4 separate regions of the Mus musculus genome follow, and all the other regions are linked to region 2. The links are chromatin contacts, called in public HiChIP or PLAC-seq maps. All regions are on one chromosome and are shown on one strand. The core of a region is the stretch at or near the end of the contact, and the rest is flanking DNA. Distances in the headings are between cores, read along the strand shown.

What was found. HiChIP or PLAC-seq counts read pairs in DNA pulled down with a chosen protein or histone mark.
Region 1: an H3K4me3 HiChIP or PLAC-seq map of embryonic stem cells shows a contact between it and region 2, with 5 times the contacts expected there. The contact joins the promoter of Ntsr1 here to the promoter of Gid8 in region 2. A contact is called at or near these places in 1 of 39 promoter capture datasets (the SN4741 cell line), 4 of 115 datasets of contacts at active chromatin or transcription factors (astrocytes and embryonic stem cells) and 2 of 9 other capture datasets (adipose tissue and liver).
Region 3: an H3K4me3 HiChIP or PLAC-seq map of bone marrow-derived macrophages shows a contact between it and region 2, with 2.1 times the contacts expected there. The contact joins the enhancer-like site here to the promoter of Gid8 in region 2. A contact is called at or near these places in 4 of 39 promoter capture datasets (the 3T3-L1 cell line, hematopoietic stem and progenitor cells, macrophages and 1 more), 1 of 15 datasets of contacts at CTCF or cohesin (the NIH/3T3 cell line), 1 of 484 Hi-C or Micro-C datasets (nephron progenitors), 8 of 115 datasets of contacts at active chromatin or transcription factors (the SCID.adh cell line, acute myeloid leukemia, bone marrow-derived macrophages and 3 more) and 3 of 9 other capture datasets (adipose tissue, liver and pancreatic islet).
Region 4: an H3K27ac HiChIP or PLAC-seq map of stem cell-derived anterior neural progenitor cells shows a contact between it and region 2, with 10 times the contacts expected there. The contact joins the enhancer-like site here to the promoter of Gid8 in region 2. A contact is called at or near these places in 1 of 484 Hi-C or Micro-C datasets (embryonic stem cells), 8 of 115 datasets of contacts at active chromatin or transcription factors (bone marrow-derived macrophages, embryonic brain, embryonic stem cells and 2 more) and 2 of 9 other capture datasets (adipose tissue and pancreatic islet).

Annotation. Positions count from the first base shown.
Region 1 is chr2:180,497,363-180,501,773 of GRCm38.p6, reverse strand. Ntsr1 (neurotensin receptor 1) reads right to left here and starts at 1,798. Exons shown (of 4, transcript NM_018766.2): 1 at 643-1,798. The coding sequence starts at 1,356.
Region 2 is chr2:180,708,117-180,712,272 of GRCm38.p6, reverse strand. It overlaps Gid8 (GID complex subunit 8), which reads right to left and starts at 2,047. Exons shown (of 5, transcript NM_001289652.1): 1 at 1,923-2,047. It also overlaps a transcript of Dido1 not described here.
Region 3 is chr2:180,566,680-180,570,999 of GRCm38.p6, reverse strand. The region is part of intron 3 of Gm30144 (a long non-coding RNA gene); the gene reads left to right. Among named protein-coding and RNA genes, the nearest start is that of Mrgbp, 12 kb to the left of the region's middle. Within about 2 kb of position 1,744, at least 21 of the 459 cell types and tissues checked have an H3K27ac peak or open chromatin away from gene starts, as enhancers often do. A contact at or near this core is called in bone marrow-derived macrophages, where this site is marked.
Region 4 is chr2:180,888,562-180,893,032 of GRCm38.p6, reverse strand. No RefSeq gene overlaps it. Among named protein-coding and RNA genes, the nearest start is that of Mir124a-3, 3.2 kb to the left of the region's middle. Within about 2 kb of position 2,407, at least 17 of the 459 cell types and tissues checked have an H3K27ac peak or open chromatin away from gene starts, as enhancers often do. A contact at or near this core is called in stem cell-derived anterior neural progenitor cells, where this site is marked.

The sequences.
Region 1 (4,411 bases), core at 549-3,048, 210 kb after region 2:
AAACCCCTCTCTGAGCCCTCCTGACCATGTTTTGATCACCTCCCTTCACAGACAGGGAAAGTGTAACTCAACTGGGAACAATTCCAAGATTAAAGCTCCAGCTCTTGGATTTGGGTCCAGGAGAGGCAGCCAGAAGGCCTTGGGGACTCAGCCTGGGAAGTCAGGGATTCCTGATGGCTGATGGCAACCTTCTTCCCTGAGAGTATCCTCGGGCTTACAGTAAACAGAAGTCACTGATTGGGGCTCAAGCCCCCTTCAACAGGAGGGGAGGAAGCAGGGAGGGGCATGCAACTGGGAGTGAAAAGTTGAGGAGGAGTTGATGGCTATGCCCCGCCCCTTCCCAACCTCCTAAGAGGAGCCTTGCTGAGCGCTCTCCATATGTTGCTCAGTATGATGTCACTGGGGCCTACTTTGGGACAAGGGAGAAGAATAAAGTGCTTCTGAGGCACAGTTCTTTCCACAAGGCAACACGGCTGTGTCTCTCCCCAGGTGGTGCCTTGAATCACCGGGACTTCTGAGGTGACACTGCTAAAAGTCTCTGTGTGGCTCCAATAGAAAGAAACAGCCAGACGGGAAACCAGCTGCCCTGGTGTGCCCTCTAATGTGCCACAGCTCAGAGAGTCCCCTTTTAGATGTTCTTACCTGGATGACGACCTTGACGGTGGCTGTGTCCACCGTGGGTGTGCACACCAGGCCACCAGGGTGCTGGCCATCGGCACTGCGGTTCTGCAGGCCCATGGTGAAAAGCATGGGTACAGCCAGCAGCGCCGAGGCTAGCCATATGGCACTGATGAATTTCTTGGTGCGGCTGCGGGACATGAGGGTCTTGGCCTTGAAGGGATGGCAGATGGCCAAGTAGCGCTCCACACTCAGGCTGGCTACATTGAGGGCTGTGGCATAGGTGCAGGCATCTCGCAGGAAATAGTAGCCACGGCAGCCAGCATCCCCAAAGGCCCAGGGATGGTGCACCCAGATGAAGTTGTACAGCTCCACGGGCATGGCCAGCAGCAGGATGAGCAGGTCAGACAGTGCCAGGCTACCCAGGTGGTAATGCACAGTGCTCTGCAGGCTCTGCAGCGACTTCTTCCGCGCTAGAGTGAAGGCTGTCACCGAGTTGCCCACAGTGCCCACCACAAAAAGTGCCAGGTATACAGCGGTCACCAGCACCTTGGAATAAATGTCAGTGTTCACGTCCAGGTTGCTGTTGGGCTCCAGGATGGATTCTGAGGAATTGCCAGAACCATTGCTCAAGCTGAGCGCCAGGAGCATCGTCTCCAGTCCGAACTGTGGATGTGGGAAGGGCTGGGCACCGGGTTCACTTGGGGCTCCCTGCTGCACGGAGCTGTTGAGGTGCATGGTGGGCGCCAGATATGCGGCTTTGTCCTGCACCTTTGAAGGTGAAAGTCCCTCCAGGGGCAGATGAGGAGGCGCTCAGAGGAGAGGGTGTGGAAGCTAAGGGGGGCGTGCCGTCCGGCGGCGAAGCCAGCTATCCAGGAGATCCTGGGAGCTCTGGGGCTCGAGACGTGCCGGCTCAGGGATCCACTCTTCTTTCTCCTTCAGAGTCTGGGATCTGCTTTCCGGTTCTTCCTCGGCACCCCCCCTGGCTCCGAGCCTGCCTAGATCGGGGCTGCTACCGACCTCCAGATTCTGTGGTTGGTTCTCTGCACTCCTGGGTGGCAGCGATGTCCTCAGGACCGCGACCCTGCTGGCTTGTGCTTCGTTGGGCGAGCCTGTGGCGCAGAGAGGAGCGCACGCACGGCTGCCCAGCGTGCTCACCCTCGTTCTCCCTCTTCTGCTTGGAGCTCTTCCCGCACCCGACTTCGCACACCTCCTGCTGCGCCGGAGCCTGCCGGGCTCCTCGCGCTTCCACTGAGCTGGCGGCTGCGCGGCGCGCCCAGCAGTGGAGGAGGGTGGGTGTTGGAGAGTCAGAGACGCCACAGCCACTGTCCCCTCCCCACCCGGATACTGGCTGACGGTTGCTCCTGCACGCTCCCGGGGACCACCTGGGCTAGGATGAGTACCCCAGGAAGCAGAATTCCCTACCAGGCGAGGGAGAATGAGGGGATATTGGATCTTTCCTTTCAACCTCTCCTGGGCAGCACGATCTTTCTTTCACGATCGTTGGTCCCAACTTCTCCCACCCCAAAAAGAAAGCTCCCCGTAGCCGTCTTCAGCTCCCTTAGTGACACGAGGGTGTACTCGAGGGGAAGGCGGAGAAGGAGGCGGCACCCTGCTGATAAGTCAGGGCCTTTGTACAACTGCCTCGACCTCCTCCCTTCTGGGTGCCTGTGGGGTGCCAGAAGCACCCAGGGGGGCCCTCTAGCCTGTGAAGGGTCTGGTGAAGGAAAGCATAGAGCAGGAAGTTAGAGCAGCCCATCTCTCCACGCAGTCTCACGGTCTTAGCTGCCTTTGGGTATGATGGGACCTTCTGCCCTCCTGTAGCCACCTGGATTTGGTCACTAGCAGTGACTCTCAGAGCTGGTGCCCTGTCGTTTCAGAGGGGAAGGGCAGGTTTGTGGGCGACACAGAGCTGCGTCTGTCCTTGCAGGAAACCCTGAAGCCTGTGCACTCAGCCCAGCACAGCTTTTCTCAGGGGACCCTGCCCCAGTCAGGGACCCGGGGAACAAAGGTCTTTTCATCTTGTCCTCTTTGGCAGGGGCCCTGGCCAGAGCTTCCAGGCTTGCTGCCATCTTGCTTGCCCCAGGGCCCTTGCCTCTATTTCCCCACTTGGCTCTCTCAGCCTTTCTCCTGCCCTCTTCCTCCAGAAAACTCCTCCCTGGATCCTGGAGAGTCCCAGGGCAGGAGGGAAGGAAGGCTCAGGGATTGCCGTCCCTGCATGGACCTGGCTGGCTGTACCTGCTGCGCTGGAACTAGGGGTCCTGAGTGGGGGAGAGAAAGGGTAATGAGAGAAGTGGGTGAGGCTTTGACCCAGACCAGGGATCCCTGCGCAGCCAGCGACCCTCAGGCTTCAGTGCCTACTCACACAAAAGCTGGTGCCCTCCACAGAATGTTAACACATGAAAAGCAGTGCTTAAACACTTGGTTTCCAAAGGAAACTACTGTGTCCCCTTAAGAGAAGCCAGTACAGCAGGCTGAGGGTGTAGGGGTTGACCAGGCTTCTAATATTTGGGCAAGCCTCAGCTTCTTCCATTGTGGAAGGGAACTTGAAACCTGCCCTGATGGGTTGTGGCTGCTTGCCCATTGACTGCGGGTAAGGTGGGCTTGAGACTAGATTTGTTCTCCGACAGATTCTGTGCACCAACTTAATGAGCATGGGGAGGGCTGGGGAGGGCCTGCATGATTAGGAAGTAGTAGCACTAGGCTATATATGATCCCATGTCTCACTCCCCTGTGGTGTCCTTGGTCTCACCCAAACTCAACCACCAACAGTGCCGTCTGGCCTCCTCCATCAGGGGATTCCCCAGAGGAGGGTCCTAGACGGTGACCACAGCAGTATATCCGTTTGGCAACAGGAGCTGCAGCCACGTGGGAGAGGCCATCTCAAAGGCAGCATGAGTTCATGTTTAGTTTTCTAGTCCTGACCTTTTGGCTAAGCCAGCCTTGTGTCTCCAAAGCTTTCTTTTCCGATAGCGTCAAAGCTTTTTAAAAAAAATCATAAATGGCAACTTAGCACACATATTATGACAAGGTATTTGCTTAAAACCAGCTAGGAAAATACCATCCAGAAGCCCTGGATGTGCATAGAGATGGTGCAGGCCCTCACAGGGGCTCCCCAGTGGCCACGACTCCGGATACTTCTAGATTGTTCTTTGTGCTCTGAGCCAGGAAGGCTCACGCAGAACCTTTAATTGCACATTTTCATTTCCAATCCATGCTTCCCAACAGGTTCCCTCTCTGAGTAACATGTCATTGAGCACCTTGCACCGGAGTCAAGCCTGGATCCAGATGTGTCCATAGGTGACCCGGCTATAACACCAATCGCTCCAGCTGCACACGGACAGATCGAAGCACCTCATAGCTATGGGCAAGCAAAGCTCTAGACGCACGAGTCACCACTGTGTGGGGATCAGGAAACCTGGGTGGGCTGTAGGGAGTCCCAGCTGCTCTGGTCTGGACCCACTTCCAGGGCCAGAGCTGACCCATCTCCTCTGCTGCAAGGCCCAAGTCCACTGATTCCAGACGTAGCTAGAATACAGGATGATTTCAGCCTCCTAGGTCCCTGGTGTGATATGGATAAGGCTGAGTCCCATCATTATGTGGAATTTTAAGCTATTATCTTCGTGTGAAAGCCAAGTTCAAAGAGCCACCAAAAAAAAAAAAAGGCTGCAGCAGGCACCTTCCTAGGAGCTGACATCCTTGTTTGTGTGGTTTGATAACTGACCCTGTGACCCCCAGCACTCACTGCTCACACAGACACAGACAACAGTGGTGTCACCTACTCATTGTGTCC
Region 2 (4,156 bases), core at 798-3,297:
AAGTCAACAAATGGGTTCAAAAAGACTGTTCTGGCTGGATGTGTTGGCCATGACTTTAATCCCAGCACTTGTGAGGCAGAAGCAAGTTGATCCACAGACAGAACTCTGGCCCAGTCAGAGTGATATGGTGAGACTCTACCTCAGAAATAAATAAAAATAAAGAACGTTTTACATTCAAAGTATCTACGCTTTAGAAGGGAATATGGCTGCACATCACTTTAATAAAACAACACTGGATGGGAAAAATAGTACAAATTAAAAGAGAAGTACAAGTGACATGAGTTTTGTAAAATCAGATATGAAACAACTACATGGCATGTTTTTAGCACAAAATATTGTGATCTTAAGCAAAGACAAGGATTCATACAGAGACTCTTTTTTTTTTCCTGTGACAGGGTTTCTCTGTGTAGACTTGAACTCACTCTGTAGAGCAGGCTGGCCTCGAACTCAGAAATTCACCTGCCTCTGCCTCCCAAGTGCTGGGATTAAAGCCTTGTGCCACCACACCCGACCTTCACACAGGGATTCTTTTATGAGGGAGTAAGGCAGGACCCTAGGTGGTCCACAGGGCGTGTCAGCAGGGGTGGGGGTGGGGGGCAATTAGGGTAGCTCTAGGAGCATGGGCTGGATCATTTTCACTCGGTCAGTAACATACACTTCACAGATATTAGTTTGTGCACTGCAAAGGACCAGCTAATTTGTTTTACTATGTCATAAAATTGAAAGGTGGCTCTGGTTTCTGGTTTGACAATGGAATGCATACTGGATGGAAAGAGCTTAGCAGTCCAACAAAGAGATATCCTACTGCTGGTATAGTGGACATCAGAAGAGAAGCCAAGATCAAGCTTTGACCTCCAAATTAACTAATGGCAGCTGTTGCTGGACTGAATATGAAGGGACAAGAGAAAAGAAAGAAGCACGGACAGACTGCCATGTCAAGTGTCAGGCCTTAGAAATGAGAGCATGGCAACGTGGGAGAGATGCAAGTAAAACAGGTTGGAGGAGCAGGGCAAGTCTGGTGCAGAGGACTCTGGCAGTTAGGTGTGGTAGGCCTCTGGATTACAGGTCATGGGGACCCACGCTAAAAACAGTAATTTGGGAAACACGCATATACACATACTGTGGGAAAGATATTTAAACAAGAGTCTTTTAAAAAGATATTAAGTTTAAAAAAACATTACGATTCCAAAGCCCATTTGTGGAGAGTTTGCGCAGTGAATGCTATAGAGACTTCGAATTTGGGGCATGCCAGGATTTCTAGTTCTGGCGGACTTGAAGATCCCAGCAGCCCAAAAGGTAGTAGTAGTATGGAGGAGGCGGGAAGTGAAACTAAACCGGGTTGATGCCGCTCCATGCCACAGGATGACAGCAGAATTCACCGATTCGACTTTTATTCAGAAGTAAGGTAAAGATCAGTGTTGGAAAAATGTTCCCCAAGAAGGTCCTTGCCTCTCGATTTCCACTCGGCGCCGGGAAAGGTTATCAAGCAAGGCTAAGGACAGAGACGGGGGCAGTGTTTCTGTAGGACTCAGAGGTCCCAAAATTCAGCGGTTACACAGTCGCCGGGGATGCAGCCTAAGCCCCGAGGATGACTTTTAGCGCAGTAGCTGCGTCTTCACCTTTCCGCTGTCCCCTTCACCGCGCCTTTAATGGCAGAGACGTGCGAACATTTGCAGTAACTATTCGGGTCCCGGCAGCACCCGGACTAACAGCGCGGCCTCCAGTCCTCCCGCTCCGGGGCCCGGCCGTGGAGGGCAGAACTGACCGCCCCGATCCCCGCTCTTGCCTTGGGCTTCGGATACCCTGGGCAGGGCAGCCTGTCGGGCACAGACCCCCGACCTCTGACCTCCGCGCCTCGGTCCACCCCGGAGCCCCGCGGAGACGCTCGGCACGGCCGTCAGGGCCCGCTGCGGCCATCTTACCGTGCGGATCCCGCCTCCCGTGCGACAGTGTCTGGGTGGCGGCTCCGCGGCCGCTCCCGGGGCCGGGGAGGGGCGGCAGAGACTGCGGAGATAGAGGAGGCGGAGGCGGCGGCGGCGGCGGGGGCGGGGGCGGGGCGCGGAGCGGAGGTAGCTACACCGGCGTCGGCCCCTCAGACACCTCTCGCGAGATCGTAAGATTTCGAGATGCGAACTGGCAACCAATGGAATCCTCTCGCGAATCGACCGCCCGGGCGGTCGCCGGAAACCAGGGTCTCAACTTCCGTTTTTGCGCAGAACTCTTCGGCAGGGCTCTGGCTCTACGGGTTGGCGCGAGAGTCAAAAGGCTCGCATCGCTTTTGCGCAAGATGGCTGCTGCGGGGGCATTCGCGTACTGAGTGCTAGCGCGGGGATGGAGACGTGTAGACTGAGTTCGAAACGAAGGTCCCAGCTCTTTTCTTGTTTTTGTGTGTGTGAAGTGGGGGTGGGGCGAGTAATAGGTGTGTGTGAACACCGGAGTGCGCGAGATGAGGAGGGCATTCCCCGGCTTGTAGTCCGCCAGGCTCTAGTCCCAAAGACAAGGCCTCCGGATGTGAGCGAGCTCCTAGGATTTATTCCGGGAACGTTGTAATCGAGGCCTGATCAGCGTCAGAACGGCCCTGCCTAGAGCGATCTTTGTGGCCACGCTGGAGAGCGGACTGCGGAGACTGTTGTTCCCTCGTTTCTGGGCACTAATAAAGGTGACTCCCTAGTGCTGGGGTTCTCAGGGACATGCACGAAGTTAATCCCTACTTCTAAGGCAATCATCGAAGCAGAGCGGATCCATGCTTCAGAAGTGCTCACAGTGGGGACCCCTCCGCCGAGGGTACTCCCTACTTCTGGGCGCTCACAGTGAGTGTCTTTTTTCTTAGCGGCGTATGGTGTGGACCCAGCTCTGAACTTCGGCGGAGGGGATTTCTGCCGCCGGAGAAGGGACCCCTATTCCTCCCAACCCCGAATCCTGTTTACCCAATGCCTTGTTATGGGTTAGATATTCCGGTAAGGGATGGGGGAAGTTGGAGGCTCTTTAACACTGCCGGATAGGAACGGTTAAATGGGTATTTGCATATTTATGTGTCCATTGTCTACCGGAGGTGAATGCAAATTCAGTCATTGTAATGTAAAGAAATTCTGGAATGCTTCTGGAAGGAATGTTGGTCCGTCCGCCCTGAGATGTTTGGGTGTGCTTGTTTAAAGATGAACTGTCCAGGGAAAGCAACTTCTCATTGAGTCACTGAAAATAAGACCAGTTTAGCAGATCTGTCAGACACAATGACCACAGTGGCAGTCTCTTAACTCCATAGCTCTACCCGAAGCTATCCAGGTTGGTATCGACAAACTTTGTAGCACTTACTTTAACTCTGGGTAAAGTTGGATTATCAACTCAAACTTGTGCAAGGGAAGAGGCTGGTATCATGAGGAGAGAAGAGGGTTAACTCAGAATGTTAATGCCTCTGTGGATGGTGGATGAGCAATCTGCTAGTCCCCTAGTCTTTTCTACAAACTAGCTCCTGTTGAGGGTTCTTCAGCTGCTTGACTTTGAGCTCATCTTTGCTGCTTGCATGACATTGTCACATATGTCCTCCCAGTACTATTTCTCCTACACCCTGACCTTCATTTCATGTAAGGCATTTTTTTGCCAGTTGATTGCACCCGGACTCCTGTTGTTCTCTTTGGGCTGTGAAATGCTCCCCTCCACTGCTTGGGCTTCCCTGGGAAGTTCCACTAAATACCAGCAAGTTTTGTCTTTTCCTTTTGCTCAGGTGATAATTTTTATTTTTTGAATTTTCCAGATAATGTTTCTCTGTGTAGGTAGCTTGGATGTTAGTAGTGTGCCTCATAGGCTGCTCATGGTGGCATACCTAGAGGCAAGTGGATCTCTGTGCGTTCCAGGTCAGACAGGGCTGTGTGCCCTACCATGCCCAGTTCAAGTGATCTTGTAAACTAGGGATTCTTAAACTTTCCACCTACAACCACTTTATGCATAAGGATTTTTTTTTTAAGTTTTATTTTATGTTTGTGAGTACACTGTAGCTGTCTTTAGACACACCAGAAGAGGACATCAGATCTCATTACAGATGGTTGTGAGCCACCATGTGGTTGCTGGGAATTGAACTTGGGACCTCTGGAAGAGCAGTCAGTGCTCTTAACCCCTGAGCCATCTCTCCAGCCCCAGCATAAGGATTTTTTTCGTGCTA
Region 3 (4,320 bases), core at 495-2,994, 140 kb after region 2:
CTGCTGCATCTTCAGGCTTAGGGATGGAGGGAGCACAGGTGTCCTTAATGGTCCAAAAGGGCAGATCTTGATCCTTTGCTCTTTTGGACACTGGCTCCCTGTACCTGCCTCCTTCTGGTTTCTTGTTAGAGGGCATCTGAGGGGGTTAAGCGTAAAGCAGACCAAGCTTCTTTTGATGGATGGGGAGCAACTGGAGGGTTCTGGGGCTGTGGAGTGTGCGGAACTGAAGCTGAAGGCAGGGACTCCATGGGGCTGGAGAGGACCACATCCCTAGGTCTTGGAATCTGTTCTGTTGGCCCAGATGTAAATCTATTCTCTCTCTAAGGAGACTGTCACTTTGCCCAGTGGTTCTCAGGAAGAAAGGAATCATTTATCAAGTAAACTGAGGGCTTTCTGGGGAGAAAAGGGAGCTATGGGTCACCACTGTGCCAAACACCCTATGGAGGATATGGACCTGAGTCTTACCTGCTCGGCTCCATACTGGCTCATAGGACAGAGATGCTGTCCGGCAAAAATGGGATGTGAATTGCAGATACTGAGAGCCCAGGAGCTGTGAGCTGGTGGTAGGCTTGTCTGTGGTTGGAGCTTCCAAACTGAGCTCTGATAACCGCAGATCATGGGAGCAGACATCCCTGGCTCAGCTCTCTGTAGTTCCTACCTGAGAGTCCTTTGCCCTCGACTATGTACAGAGATTGTGACTCCCAGCGCAGAGGCCACGGTTCTGTTCGGCCCCTGTGCACAAGCTTCTTACACTCTCTTGGTTCATCGGGGTGACCTATGTGGACCTGGAGCAGATACTCTGCCACCCGCTGGGATAAGTGCCTCATTAGTTCATCTTCCTAAGGTCTGTGTGGTGACCCCTGCACAGCAGGCTGAGAGAGGACAGACAGACAAGCTCTAGGCCAGGGGTGTAGGCTAGTGCTATCTCAGAATGAGGGACCTTTTGTCCTTGATCCATCTAGTTCCATCTAGCCTTATAAGCCCTTCCTTCCCTCCTGGGCTGAGAGCTCTGCTCTCAGAACCACAGATCATCTGGGTCTCAGAGGTATGGGGTATATATAGGAACAATCCTGAATGACCTGGGTGATTCAGAGAGGAGAGCCATTCTCACTTGTCCACAGCGACACAGGCTGCTCATTTATGTGTTGGTAACTGGAGCAAAGATGTGTTTGATGGAGCCCAAACATCCCTGTTGGATACTGCGTCTGTCCCTGCTGTGGTCGGGCTGCCTCCAAGAGCCACAGAGTTCTCACAGCTTCCAGTCACACGGTTGTTAGAGAGCAACGCTCGCTGTGAGCTTTAAGAAAGGCACTGTCTTGGTCTGGCTTGTCCAGGGACTCAAGGCCAGTCTCCTTAGGGGGCTTTTCTTTCCTTGAAGTTTCTGGTCACTGAGGCTGGTATGGCTAGGTTCTCTCAGGGCTGCAGTAGAGATGGAGAAATGGGCTGGCTAGCTGGGTCATTGATAGACCCCAGGGATTTCATTTGTTCTTGGCAGTGAGCTGGGCTGTCCCAGGTCTCCCTGCTTGGCTAGCTGTACCTAATTGGCTGCCTTCCTACGGCTTGGACTTTTGCCAGCTTCGAGGTCCAGGGCAAGAGGCCCTCTCATACTTTGTAAATCCCCAAGCTTGTGGAGTGTGGATGTGGAGAATAGAGCCTCTTCCTTCTCTGCCTCGGGTGTGTGCTTTTCCTCTTTGGCTGAGGAAATGAAAAGTATTTTTGATGTTTTCTTTCAAAGCTTGACACATTGCAATTGCTTATGAAATCTCAACAGACAGCTGACACATCCCAGTTTCCTGAAACTGAGCAGGCTGGGGGTAGGGGAAGGCTGGCAAGCATGGGTCTCCTTCACTGTTTCTTATGGGAGCTTTTTCAGAGCAGAACCAGAAACTCCAGTGTGAGTATGGGGCAAACCTGGACCCCAGGAGGAAGAATAGACTACCTGGCCTCCTGTCTCCTTACTCTAGCTAGTAGTAGGTAGAAAGGCTGCTGCCCACTCCTGCCCAATTCTTACCCTGCAGGCCATCAAAGCTGTTCCCACCTGGATGCCAGTGGCTTTCTAGGTAGGAGAAATCATATGTTTCCTGTGGAGACCACATGTGGGGTGACTACATTGGACAGAGTTCCTGTGCTCTCTGGGAACAGAAGACCACCTCCAGGCCCTAGCACCTCCCATTTCTAGCCCTCTGTTAGTCTGGAGGGTCAGGAATAAAGCTCTATCCCAGGGACAGCTTGGATTCATGGCTTAGCCTTAACTAGAGTTCTTTAACATGGGTTTGAGAGGACACTGAGATGAATTGTTGGGGTAAGGAGTTTATTAGAAGAGTTATCAACAATATGGACAGACTGACAGACAACAGCATGGCAGAGGCTCTGAGAAGACTTCGGCACCCATAGACAGATGGTGTAGTAGGGGTTCTGAAAAGAGGGGATCAAGGCTTTCATGGCAGGGAGGTCTCTTGTCACATGCTTTTGAGGATGAGGGAGTTTATAGCACAAGCCTGTAGCCAGGCTCTCTGATTCTCAGGCAGGAATCAGAGAAGAGGGTGGAGGGCAGGACAATGACCTCTCAGGACAAACACACTTCTCCAGGGGAGAGAAGTAGGAAGCTTGTAGGAGGGGGAGAACTGAAGTTTATGTGTGTGCACATGTGTAGGTCCCTGTAGAGGCTAGAAGACGATGTAGGATCCTCGGGAGTTATAATTACAGGTGGTTGTGAGCCTTCTGATGTAGGTGTTGGGAACTGAACTCAGGTCCTCTCTCTACAAGCAGAACAAGTCCTCTTAATCACTGAGCCATCTCCTCAGATCCATTCTTTTTTCATTTAATCCAAGAAAGGACCAAATATCTTTCATTTGTATATTTGATCCAAGAAGATTACCAAACAGGAAATCTGTCTTTTTTCCCACTGGGGTACTGATTGTGAATTTAAGTTGACGTTGTGTTCTGTGTTAGTCTGGTCAAGATTCTGGAGACACCATAAGGTCTTCCAAAAAGATCCATTTCACCTTGGTCTGAATTTCGGACATCGACTTTGATCCCAAGAGGTATGCGATATGTGATTCCATATATGTTATAAACGTGGGTTTGAAATTTGAATATCCCTATAAAGACAGACAAATGGACACGTCTGCTAATGTGAGCTCCACGCCAAGCATTTTGAACAGCTGAGAATATAAATGTGAATTTTAAATGTTTAAATGAATTTAAATGTTTTGGTTGCTTTATTTGTGTGTGTGTGTGTGTGTGTGTGTGTGCGCGCGCGCGCGCGTGCGCGCGCGCGATTCATGAGAGAGTCTGGATAAAAGAGACCCTGTGTGTAGACACAGGGGTCATAGATGGACTTCGGTTTCTTCATCTGCCATTTTATATTCTGTTGGCTTGCGACAGGCCCTCTCATTGCATTGGAAGCTTGCCTCTGTGGATAGACTGGCAAGCCAATTGAGCTCTCAAAACCTGTGACTGCTCAGATTACTTGAAGAGTGGAACAAAAGAGAGTAAGGATGTGTTCCTTTGTGTGAGGACTGTGGACAGGTGTGTATGTGTGCTGCATGTATTTTGATGCACACATCTGTGAAGAGCTGTATACAGTGAGAGTCACATTCCCAGCCACTGAGAAGCGACCTGTATATCTGTTTGATTGTTTGACTGAGTGACCAATAAAGTTGCTCAATAGAGATTCAGGCCTCTTTCCCAGATTGCTCGGGAGGTTGGGAAGGTGGGATGTGCTAATCTGACTCTCTCTCAGATCCTTTGACTTGGCAGAGACAGACAGAGTCCTGAGAAGATAACTACTTGCCTTATCAACCATCCTGGAAGAAAACAAAACTATCTACAAGAGTGTGAGAATCAGCCTCTCTTTCTCAGCATTGGTCATTCCTAAAAGATATGGAAGAGAGCGCACACTTGGCAGGGAATCCAGCAGCACTGTGTCTTCCTGGGCTACTGTAGCCATTCCTATAGGAAAATCTCCACGGTGCAGGCAGTTTTGACATCACCTATTTTGAATATAGCACTTCTGGGGCCAATATTGACTTCAACCATTTCCACAGCACCCCTCCCCCAACCCCGCCCCCTTCCTCCCCACCCCCTCCCCCCAGAGATCAGTGGCAGCTCATCAGTAACTACTGGGATTCAGAGTCCAAAATCTCAAACTCCGATCTCCAACATCTAAGAGAAGGAAGTCGCAGCTGAAGACAGCATTATGGCACTCATCATCAACAAACTGAGAGTGATGGTCAGGTCTTTGCTGATCCCAAGGACAACGGCTGTAAGTCCTGGGCAAAGTGATAGAAGAGCGCCCCCTGGTGTTGCATCCAGAAG
Region 4 (4,471 bases), core at 1,158-3,657, 180 kb before region 2:
GAGGGGCACGCGCACCGCGTACACGCGCACTCACGCACCGCGCGACCCGTGCCTCCCGCGCACACGCTCGGCGTCCCGCTCCGCGCGCTCCTCGACTCACACGGATGCAGCCCTCGAACGCCTTCGATTGTGCCCGGCGCCCCGGGGTCACACGTATGCAGAGAAACTGCCTCTTGGACACTCTCGAACCGCTCATTCTGTCCTACTGCACGACCCACGCAAAAGCTTCTCCCGCAGCCCACCGACCGCAGCTCCTCTACACCCACCACCAGCCACACCCCGCTGTGCAGCGAACACACTGTGCTTGCCTCACACAAGCGGCTGGTCCTTCCGGAATAACCACTCTACACAGTGGCTTCTGAGCCTCTCTCTCCTGGGGGGGGGAAAGAAAGGGGTCCTAGCCTCCTGCTGGCGGCCCTATGTGGAGAAGGGAGTTAGACATCTCCCCCAACCCCCATCAGAGACTGCTCCCCTTTTTCACCCTTTTTCTAGCTGGGTAGCGAGTCCTTGCTTACGAGGATGGGAGAAACACAGTCCATACTTCACAGTTGACTGCAATTGAATCTACTCTTTGCAGTCTATTGAAGGGTGACTACCTTGATCTGGGTCTTTAGGGCTAGAGATCAGCGGCTTTCCAAAAATAAAAAACAAAAAAAAAAAAAAAAAAAAACCCACGCCACTCTAGGCCTTCCCAGCGGGCCTTTGTTCCTGCAGACTGGAAGAACCACACAGAAGTAGGCAGGCCTCTGTCCTATCCTTTCTCCCTGGGCCAACCCAGCCCTTGACCACCTGCCCTCTAACAGAAGCTAAATGACCCAGGCATAAATTCTTCCCCCTCCCTTTCCAACCTTCTCCAGCCCCGTGGGAACCCCCGAAGACACTCAGCTGGGAAGGAGGTAATCTCCGGAGATCTCATCCCACTGCCCGAAGGTCCTCAGAGGGTCAGGATACTTCTCTCCCAACCCCAAATCCTTCCCTTTGCAGGTGCCAGTCTCAACCGACGCTAGAGAATCCCCTCTTACACAGACAGCTAAGCCCACCTTTGCTTATGCCCAACCCAAAGTCAAGGAAACCACCCACGGCCTGCCAGCACCTGCAGCCCGAGGGACACTGGCTGGTGGCTCAAGAGTGGAGGATCTAGACTCCGAGCAGAGGCTACTCCCTGTTGGAACCAGCTCCTCTTTGCCTGGCCAGTGGTCCCTCTCCCTAGAGGGTACTGGGTCAGGTCCCCAGCACCGTCCATGACACCAAACCTTCACGGTCTGCTGTCCATGGTGTAGACAGCAAAGCCTGCCCGAATCGCTTCCCATCCGCGGAGCCTGGATCCTCGCCCAGAAAAGGCGCTCCCAGGACAGCAGACCCTTTACCATCCCTCAGCCCCACCCTCGGCTTTTGCAGTGGTCTAACACATCTCCGCTTCTAGCCTGCCCAGATCTCGTTTCTATTCGGAGGGTGCGCGGGGGTGGAGGAGGCACTCCCAAAGAGCCTCGGATTTAGGAGCGCGCTTGCTACGGGGCCGGCTCCGTACAGCGACTCCTCAAAGACCAGTTCCCTTCCCAGGCCAAGGACCTCCCTTCGGCCTCCCCTTACTATTCGTGAGAGATATTTACAGCAAGCCAGAGCATGGTACATAGGGAGTCTGGGAGAGCACCCCTTCCATGGGTCAAACCAAGTTTAATTTTTTGCATCTCCGCCGAAACGTGCCTGCGCGTTTCCTCCTGGTACTCCTATGCACTCAGTCCGGAGCACCCGGTTTCTCTATTTCCAATTCCCTGCGTCCTGCCGCCCGGCCCTGAAGGGCTGGGGGAAGGGTTGTCCTGGGTGTGGGGGTGGAGCTGCCTGTGCGCTAAGAGAAGGGGAGCCCACCCCAAGCATTCCTCTGCCTGTTCCTTTGAGTCTGCCCGGTAGGGATCTTTTTGATGACCGCGAAACCTTCAGAGTCAACTTACTGATGCTGGGCCTTGGCTCAGGTTTGTTCTTCCCTGGACTCCCCACGGCCCAGCCTCACCTCTCCACGCTCCTTCTTCCCGGCGCAGCCGCCTCTCCCCAGCACACTGCGAATTTGTATTTGTGGATTTATTTATTTGTTAGCTCCTGGGTACGTGAGGGAGAGGAAGGGGCACGAAGGTGGGGCGACACAGTCCAGTTGGCTCAGGCTCCAGGTTCCAGGCCGCTGCTCCGCGCGCACAAAGGCCATGCGCGCCGCAGCCCGGCAACTTTGAGACGGGTCAGGTGGCTCAGGCGGGGTGGGGGTGGGAGGAGGAAGGGAAGGATGCGGACTAGACCCCCTCCTTTCCCCTCTTGCCCTCCATCCGCGAAAGCTTGCGATAGCGTGGGATTAAACAGATCAACAGAAACCCGTGGAGAACTCCCTCCCTTTCCGCCCTTTCTTCTTCGTCACACCACCGCCCCCTCCTCTGCAGGAGGCTTGTCATTCCTCCAGAAAGGGGAGGGGCCTTGATCCACATCTGGGAACAGCTGGCCCACAGTCTCTTGACCCTTGATCCCACCCTGGCTGTGAGGAAAGGAAGAGTTGGAGGAGAAGGCCTTCAGGCTGCCACAGGGCCCACAGTCCCCCTCTACATGCGTGGCCTGGGGATGGAGTGGTAGGACAGATGCAGGGCCCATAACACAGATGTGGCCAGCAGAGGGAACAAGGGATCAGCTTTGCTGGGCTGGGTGCAAGGACTCTAGGCCCAGCTGCAGCCCCACATCCCTCTGCAGGATTTAAATGGTACATAGCCTCTCAGATCTAACATGGGTGGTCAAGGCTTGAAAGCCTTCACACAGGAATGTCACAGGCCTCAGCCTCTTCATACCCAGTACAGGTGGCCTTAAACCTCTCTCCTGAGGGCAGCTTGTCTCCTGATGCAGCTGGAGTTGAGACTGAAGCTCTCAAGACAGGGCATGTACTTGATGCCCAAGGGGAGAGGCTTCTGAGAGCGACCCCCACCCCAAGGTACCTGGTGACACTTCACTGCCCGCTTTAAGGAGAGTTTAAGGATGAGTGACTCCCACCCAACATTCCGAGGGTGTGCTTTCCACCTGGAGATGCAGCTAACTCTGGCTGCCCTAAGCTATGGTCTGGGTGGGGCCAACGGGGAAGGAAAGATCTGGCCTTGCTCCTCCTAGTCCTTTGTAGAGGTGGGGGGGGGCGGGACCCCCACCATGACTGAGTGCTGAGGGCGGAGCTAGCCACTACAAAGACTGCAATTGTGAGTGAGGTTCTTGTGGACAATGGAGAAGGGGGTGCGGGGGGGGGGCACGAACAGGGCCCTGGGCCCTCCACATGGAAATGAGGCCAACCCCCCTTTTTCTCTCTCCTTTCCCTCCTCCTCCCTGAGTAGAGTGAGCACCGTGGACAGAGCTCAGATGAAAACCCAGGGAGTGAAACTCATCGTGGCCCCCCGGGGTCCCTCAGAAACTCCACCTGGGCCTTCAACACTGCATAGACTTGGAGAGCCAGGTAACGGCAGGCTGGGGTGGGGGTGGGGAGCGAAGGAGGAATACAAACAGGAGGCAGTGTGTATCCGCAAGGGCTAACCAGGGCAGGACAAAGACTGAGGGATCCAGGCTGAGCTGCTGGCCTGTGGCGGGCGGCAGCGGCCGCGGCGGCGGGAACAGGCCTTTTGTTCTTGGGGTCCAACCTTTTGGCTATCCTTGGCTAGGCTCTGATGCTCCCGTGAGTCCTGTGTTTTCAGGTGACTCACTGGCCACCCACCGTAGCAGAGATGGCACACACTGTTCCCTTCAACTCTCTACCTTTCAGAGTGGGCCTTGGCTTTTATGTAGAAAACTTCTCTTTCCGTCTAGGCCAAGCCTGAGACCCCAGGCGGAGTGCTGTGGGAGGATGGCTATACTCCAGGGGTATTTTAAAAAATTGTTTAATAAAATTTACATTTATGTATTTATTCTTTGTTTGTTGCATACATGTATTGAGGGAATGTGCCACAGTGTGCACGTGGAGTAGGTCACTCGTGGGAGTCCATTTTCTTCTTCCATTATGCAGAATCAAATTCAGGCTTGGCAGCTAGTGTCCTCACCTGGTGAGCCATCTTACTTCCACCTAGGAACCTTGATGTCAATAAAACCATCTGGGAGCCAGGAGCCAATACTGCTCCTATACAAACCAGAAAAATGGGTCAAGCATCACAACAGGCTCTTGGGGAGGATGCTTTCTGGTCTCCTTGGAATTCTGAAGGGCTTCATAGACTCAGTCCAGGCACAGAGACCTTTTGGCAGGGTTACCCCTCAGAGGCTCCTTCTTTTAGAACTTAGGCCTCAGGGAAGCCAGAAGAGGCCCCTGAAGAGCAGAGGCAAGGATTCCTGGGAGCCTGAGTGTCTCCTTCTCTGGGACCCAACCTTCATCTGACTGATCATCTTAGAGCCAGGCAGTGGAAAGGTGGGATGAAGACATCCTAGGCTTAGGGCTCTGTGTTCCCTTTCTCTTTGCTGAATATGCCCAGGGCAG